2 separate regions of the Danio rerio genome follow, and region 2 is linked to region 1. A link is a contact called in public Hi-C data. All regions are on one chromosome and are shown on one strand. The core of a region is the stretch at or near the end of the contact, and the rest is flanking DNA. Distances in the headings are between cores, read along the strand shown. Region 1 holds the start of zgc:153372. Region 2 overlaps zgc:153372.

Evidence for each region. A called contact is a pair of places that touch in the nucleus more often than the background predicts.
Region 2: a contact with region 1 is called in a Hi-C map of embryo, with 3 times the contacts expected there. The contact joins the enhancer-like site here to the promoter of zgc:153372 in region 1. A contact is called at or near these places in 9 of 18 Hi-C or Micro-C datasets (caudal fin, embryo, gastrula embryo and 2 more) and 1 of 4 datasets of contacts at active chromatin or transcription factors (caudal fin).

The regions. Positions count from the first base shown.
Region 1 is chr15:32,231,374-32,235,068 of GRCz12tu, reverse strand. It overlaps zgc:153372, which reads right to left and starts at 2,249. Exons shown (of 11, transcript NM_001076633.1): 1 at 1,968-2,249. The coding sequence starts at 1,997.
Region 2 is chr15:32,308,673-32,312,086 of GRCz12tu, reverse strand. All of the region lies in intron 10 of zgc:153372, which reads right to left. Among named protein-coding and RNA genes, the nearest start is that of mir125c, 5.0 kb to the right of the region's middle. Within about 2 kb of position 1,351, at least 4 of the 62 cell types and tissues checked have an H3K27ac peak or open chromatin away from gene starts, as enhancers often do.

The DNA.
Region 1 (3,695 bases), core at 1,000-3,499:
TAAAATAATATAAAAATAAATTAGCAAATCATGCTAAAACTTATTTTAATAAAATATAAAATGTTAATTAACTTTACTGAAAATACATATTTTCCATACGCACCATAAAATTAACACAATCAAACATTTCATAATGGGGGTCCTATGCTTAAAAAGAATTGTAGTAGTTTTTTGTTGTTGAAACATTTTAATGAACAGGAGATGTTTATGAAAAATATATGTATTATTGAATAATATTTGTGTATATATATATATATATATATATATATATATATATATATATATATATATATATATATATATATATATATATATATATATATATTCATTCATTCATTCATTTTCTTGTCGGCTTAGTCCCTTATTAATCCGGGGTCATTTAGTTTATATATATATATATATTTTAAATAAATAAATAAATAAATAATAACAAATAAAAAGATCAATAGATAACTCTGGATGGAGCTGAACATACAGTGAGGTGTTTTTTTTTTTATTAACAAGAACAAGCATGTACAGTTTTCTTATACAATACAATACAATCACTTTACATTTCTTAACAAGAATGAATTCTTGTTAATGAATACGAATAAGATAATAAGAATAAGAATGAATACATTAATGAATACATTACTCATTCATGAATAAGAATGAATACATTTCTTAACAAGAATGAAAATGAGGTGTTCTTAAAGGTACAGTGAAAGTTTGACACCCAATGGTTGAACTAGGTATTGCACTCCGGAGTCAAAACAAACGCAAGAGCAGGTTGCCAGATTGAGGACTGGAGCAAGTGATTTAAACCGTGTTCTAAATAAAAGGAATGGCAACCGGTAGAAGAAATATTTTCCATATTAAAAGAAGTTTTTGTTCTAACTAGAGATGCACAATATCGGCGGCCATATTGTTATATAATATTTCAATGAATAAATAAATAAATAGCAGCTACTAAATTTTTGTTAACTGTCTGGTGCCACTGATGTTGCTGATTCACTGATCCTCCCCCTTCCTTATCGTCATTGACAGCACGCACACACCTTTAATGCACAGCAAGGGCAATTTAATATTTACCTTAAGGTAGATTAATTGAAGAACCTGTATTAATAATATTGTGGCTTAAAAACAAGTATGGCCAAATGATATTATTAGTGTCTGTATAGTAAGTGTGTATATATAAGCGCAGGTGGGGGGTTTGGGGGAATCCCTATTTATGGTGGGCATTTCCCTTATTTTCACATCCCAATGTTAAAAGGTATGCACAGAATTCTTTTTTTTTTTTTTTTTTTGTGCCACCCCAACATTTGATACAGCTGCTTTTGGCAACCCCTAAGAAAATTTTCTGGGGCGCCACTGCAGGTGGAACTCTGAATCTGCATCTTATTTCAGAGTCTGCTACAAACTGACATTGGGCAGGTTAAAATTACCAAAACAAAGACAGTTTCAAAGCAGAATATCTGACCTCGGCATTGTTTTTTCAGATAAAGTATAATCTGATAAAGTGTGTTAAAATATGTTCACTTGGCACGTTTCTTAAATATCTGCAAACATATTATGGTATTATGCTTTAAATGAGTCAAAAACTTCCATACAGCACATTTAATGCTGTAATTATTAAATAATTTTTTTCACTTTAATTTTTGTTACTGACAGTATTCAATCTTATTACTGACCCAAGAATAGGACCCCAGGTGAAATGGTCTACCAATAAAAATTTTTTCAAATAAACTATAGTAAAACTGCTGTGGTCAAGTGATTTACACCTTCACGACAAAACACTATAAACTTTTTAAACGGGCAAAACTCTGCACAAAACACACCAACACCTCTATGCAGATCTCTTAAAGTCAAAAGTAGGCTACAAACACAGCTGTAACTGATGAAGTTGCACCGAAAATATGTTGTCATGTCGTTGGTCGCGTCCCATGTTTAGCAATATTAAAGGGTAACAACACGTTTTAGCAGCTTACCTTCACATTCTCGTGAACAGCAGAAGACATTTTTAGGGTTTGTTCTTTACGCTGAACAGCCAGAGACCGGAGAAATGCGCTAGCGTACTTCATCAATACAAAACAAACCATGAAGTTGTAGTTTTGTCAACGCCCACGAGGTTCGAGCTGTTAGTGAAATTTAACGCAAATTCTAGTGGTTTAGTATGTTTTGAATACAGTAACACGAGTTAACTTTACATCGTTTGCAACGTTCTTGGGGCAAAGTTCTTGCTGAATTATTATTCCTGCTGCGTATAATCAACGACAGCTTACTTCTATCCACTCAACCACCAGAGGCCGCCACGCGTCCATATATATTTTCTAACAGTCTATGATCCACGGCTTTCAGCAATGATCATCCATAACTAGTGGTATATTCACTAGTTATGTTTATAAACTAATAGAAATAGGTATGTGAATACATCAAGAGCTCCATTTTAGTGTCTTCTAGATCAGATGTGGAATATTTAATCATACTCAAAACAAGTTGATGATGTGTGAAATATAATATCCAAATCAAGCATCTGTATTTCTGTATATGTGGTAGTTTGATATTTTGGCACAGTTTAAAAGATAGTGGTGTGAAAAAGAGGCCTGACATGCTGTGATGAATACACACATTGTTATTCTTCTGCGGTGTGTGTGCGTGTATGTGTGTGTGTGTTCATGGGACTGGAAAAGTCGTTCCACAGTGTCCTGCTTGACATTAAGCAGAGTCAGTCAGCTGTGACCTTCCTCTGCCCTCCGAGTCCTGAGTCTCTCACCAAACAACAGCTTGTACTTTGATTGAAGGCTGGTCCAAGTATGTCTGGTTTCACCCCCTTGTAAGCAAATATCTGTGGGACGAGTCTGAAAGGCCTTTGTTATCAAAGACAAGACATTTGCTGTAGGAGAGAGATGAGCCTGTGATTCATTTCAATGATGGCTGGTTTAGGCTTTAATAGTGCCTCGTCTTTAAAAATAATAATAAAACAAAAGTTTTAATTAAGTTGTTTAATTAAGTTTTAATTAGTTGTAATTGTTTTATAAACTTTATGCTTTTAAAATGATTAATAATAATACATTATAATTATGTTAATAAAAAGTGTTTCTAATAATCATAATAATAAAAATACCTATATTTCCCATTTTTTCATACAAAAGTAGGCCTAATAACAAATATTTTAAACTTTTTTCTTATTTTGTACTTATTTTTATGTTATATATCTCAACCATTTTAAGGGTTGTTATCTATCTCGAAAATCACAATCAAATTACAAAAACTTTACTCACAATAATAATATAAAAATAGACATTAAAAATTATATATATCATTTAGTTTGTAATAAAACAAAAAAAAATTACAAATAAAATGCAAATCAAATTTTAAAAATCGAATTAAATACAAATATATAAACATATTTTTAAGACTAAAAAGCTCATAAAAATTACAAAACACAACCCAATGATTCATGATGAATGAAAATGAAAAAAAAGAAAACTGAAAATTTTAAACAAAACCAGGTTTAAATGATTAATATACATTGCGATATTTACTCAGATATACAGTAGAAGTGTACCCTGCATGTAATCGGTGTGGGCTCGAACCGGCATTACTGGCAATATGTTTTGGAGCTGCCCAAAATAAGCATCTTACAGGGAAAATATTTTTCTGACATTTTCAAAAATAGGTCAAAAGCCGATAGATCCAGATCACAGTTCTAGGCA
Region 2 (3,414 bases), core at 102-2,601, 78 kb before region 1:
CACAGAATAATGCTGGTAAATTTTTAATTGTCTGTAGATTAACCAGCCTGGTCGATATATGAAGCATATTTTACATATTTTGAGCTAATATCCTGTAAAATCCTTTATTTACTATGTCTTGTGATTAGACATCATTATGTATAAGTTTCTGATGGTATGATAACCTTGGATAAAAACTATCACGGTTTTACAGTATCACAGTGTTGTGATTACTTATCTAAAATAAGTTTTTTTTTTTTTATAAAAACAACATTTTTCCCCATTGAACAGACACAATATATTTGATTTTTGAAAACATTTACAATATTTTAGAAAAGTAAACTTGTCCAACTAAATAATTAAAATAAATAAATGACATCTGCTATCATCATTAGTTTCAAAAGCACAGATTTGTTTACAAAACTTCAAAAACACATTTAAAAAACCTTACATATAACTTAGGAACGGTATAACAGAAATTTTTTTGCTATTTTAAAACCTTAACTTTTCCAAATTGTGGTAAATCTTGAAACCGGTTATTGACTCATGCCTACTTGTGATAATTAACTAGACCGGATGATATATAAAGCATGTTTTGCACTGACGTCATGCTTCAGCTTAAACAGCAAATACAGCCTTGTGCTAATGTCTTGTAAAATCCATATCTATAGGTCTTATATCTATATAGGTCCATATCTATAAATCTATAGGCTCTATTTCATTAAAATATGAACAATTGAACAAAAAAATAACACCATAAGGTGTCCTGGTGGCTAAGAAAGTCCAGACAAACTAAATAAAAGGATTTTAAGCATTCAAATTACAAACGGTAGTGTCCATACAGATGCAAAAAAGCTCATTATTAACTTTAAAATGATTACTTATGTTAATCAGGCACATAATAATGCTGGTAAATGTCTGTAGATTAATCAGCCGGTTACCATATAGAAAAATGACATTATCCTTCAAATAAAACATCAAATATGACTTTGAGCTAATGTTCTGTAAAGTCCTCTATATATCTTTTGTGATTGAAACCCTTAATATGTTCCACTCGAAAAATAATAGCAAAATGTATTCTAGGCGCTGAGAAAGTGCAGACAAACTTAATAACAGTATATCATGCATTCAAATCACATATTGGTTGTGCATATCCTGTCTGCTCAGTATCTCAAGCTGGCCTGACCAGCATGAGGGTTGCAGACTTTCGAGGGAACAGAGTGCTGAGAGAAAGTCACCTTGGTTGGTGGTGATACAAATAACTCCACGGTGCACCTCGTCGTCGCTTGCGTACTGAAATATGGGTGCGCAGGGATTGGGTCGCCATGGCAACCCCTACAAAGCAATGCAGTAGAGGGCGCCAAGGAGAAAGCTGAAGGGGGACAATAGCAGACCTGAAGCCGGAATATCATTTGCATCATTTACAGACTCTATCCGAATGACGACACTAAAAGTGAGTAACACACAGGCGCTAATGGCTGACTGAGAGTGCATGGTTAAAATGAGGGGGAGAAAAAATCATAAAATATTGATTTGCCCCTCATTTCGAGAAATTGAAATGAGAAAATGAAATGAAAATGTTGTAATCTATATGCAGAGTACTGAAAGCAATGGCGAAAGGCAGCGCTTTCAAAGATGGAGTGCGTTTTTTTATTTTTTCAGGTGACTGTCTGGACGCCTGCCGCAGTGTCTGAAAAAGCCAGACATCAGCCAAGTCTGATTACCCCCCCACGTGTGTGCTTGCAAATACGCGTGAGTGTGATGGAGGAAAAGGGAAAAGTTGGATGGAAAAGCGCAAGCAGTTGCCGTGTCCTTATTTGACTCTCATTTAGCAAATGGAGACAATAGCTTCGCCCTCAAGCAATATCTGTCGCTACGAGGCCTTCCTTGACCTCAGTGGGTGTACAGTACATATTTAGTCCATCACTTCAATTGGCTGAAGATCATGCCAGCTATGCACTATAGAAATTACACTCAATTCATGACTCATATAATTACTATTTTGGGTGGTAAATCAATGTAAACCATTAACAATGGTGATTCAGTTTGTAGATATTGTTTAAGACTTTAAACATCAATTATTTTACATGGAGTTAACTTGTTAACCAAGGTTCAGCAGTGAAACCACACCTCACTTTGTCTCCTTAACCAATCACCTACTCCCTAAAACTTACTTAATGGAGACCAGCCCTCTAGCACTGTTCTTCTCGTTCTATCAAACCCACCCTCCCTCCCTCTATTTCCTTGCTTTCCATTAACAATCTTTATAACCCTCTCTTCCCTCCTAGGTTAAACCGGAGGGTCCAACCACTCTACCAAAATATTACAGAGACGGTACCTCCACTCCAAGTCTCTAGGCATCATTGTAGGATGCCTGATCAACCTACCTACCTGTTTACTATTTATCCTTTTACTTACCTTCCCCTTCATCCCACTGTTCTCTTACCATCCCTATCATAAAGTCTAGCTCAAAGTGCCATGGTCCATGCTGGTGAATTAAATCACAGTATGTGCACTGTCAAGTGGGGATCAGAGTTGACCACGTGACTTTTAGATTAATTGCAAAGTTTACCCATAATTGACTTAAAGTATTTTTTGTTCTGTTGTATACACTCACCAGCCACTTTATTAGGTAAACCTGACCAACTGCAGAAATTCATCATTAACTCAAATAACCACTCGTTACAACCGAGGTATGCAGAAGAGCATGTCTGAATGCACAACACGTCCATCCTTAAAGTAGATGGGCTACAGCAGCAGAAGATCACACCAGGTGCCTATCAGCTAAGAACAGCAAACTGAGGCTACAGTTCTCACAGGCTCACTAAAATTGGAAGATAGAAGATTGGAAAAATGTTGCCTGATCTGATGAGTCTTGATTTTTGCTGCGATAATCGGATGGTAGGGTCAGAATTTGGCACTAACAACATGAAATCATAGATCCATCCTGCCTTGTATCAACGGTTCAAGTGCAAATTATCTCAGACTGGTTTCTTAAACATGAAAATGAGTTCACTCTACTCAAATGGCCTCCACAGTCCCAGATCTCAATCCAACAGAGCACATATGGGATGTGGTGGAACGGGAGATAAATGTGCAGCTGACAAATCTGCTGCAATTGTGTGATGCTATCATGTCAATATGGACCAAAATCTCTGAGGAATATTTCCTGTACCTTGTTGAATCTATGCCACGAAGGATTAAGGCAGTTCTGAAGGCAAAAGGTGGTCCAACCCTGTACTAGTAAGGTGTACCTAATGAAATGGCCATTTAGTGTATATCGATGCTTGTACTTTGTTTATTATATTTCGCAATGATTTGCATAATCTTCCCAATCATTTTAAAATAATGAAGTATTTACAAATAGAGCCATTTAGTTTCTCCGGTTATCACAGAGTTTTAGATTTGGAGGGGAAAGGTTTTAGATATAATGCT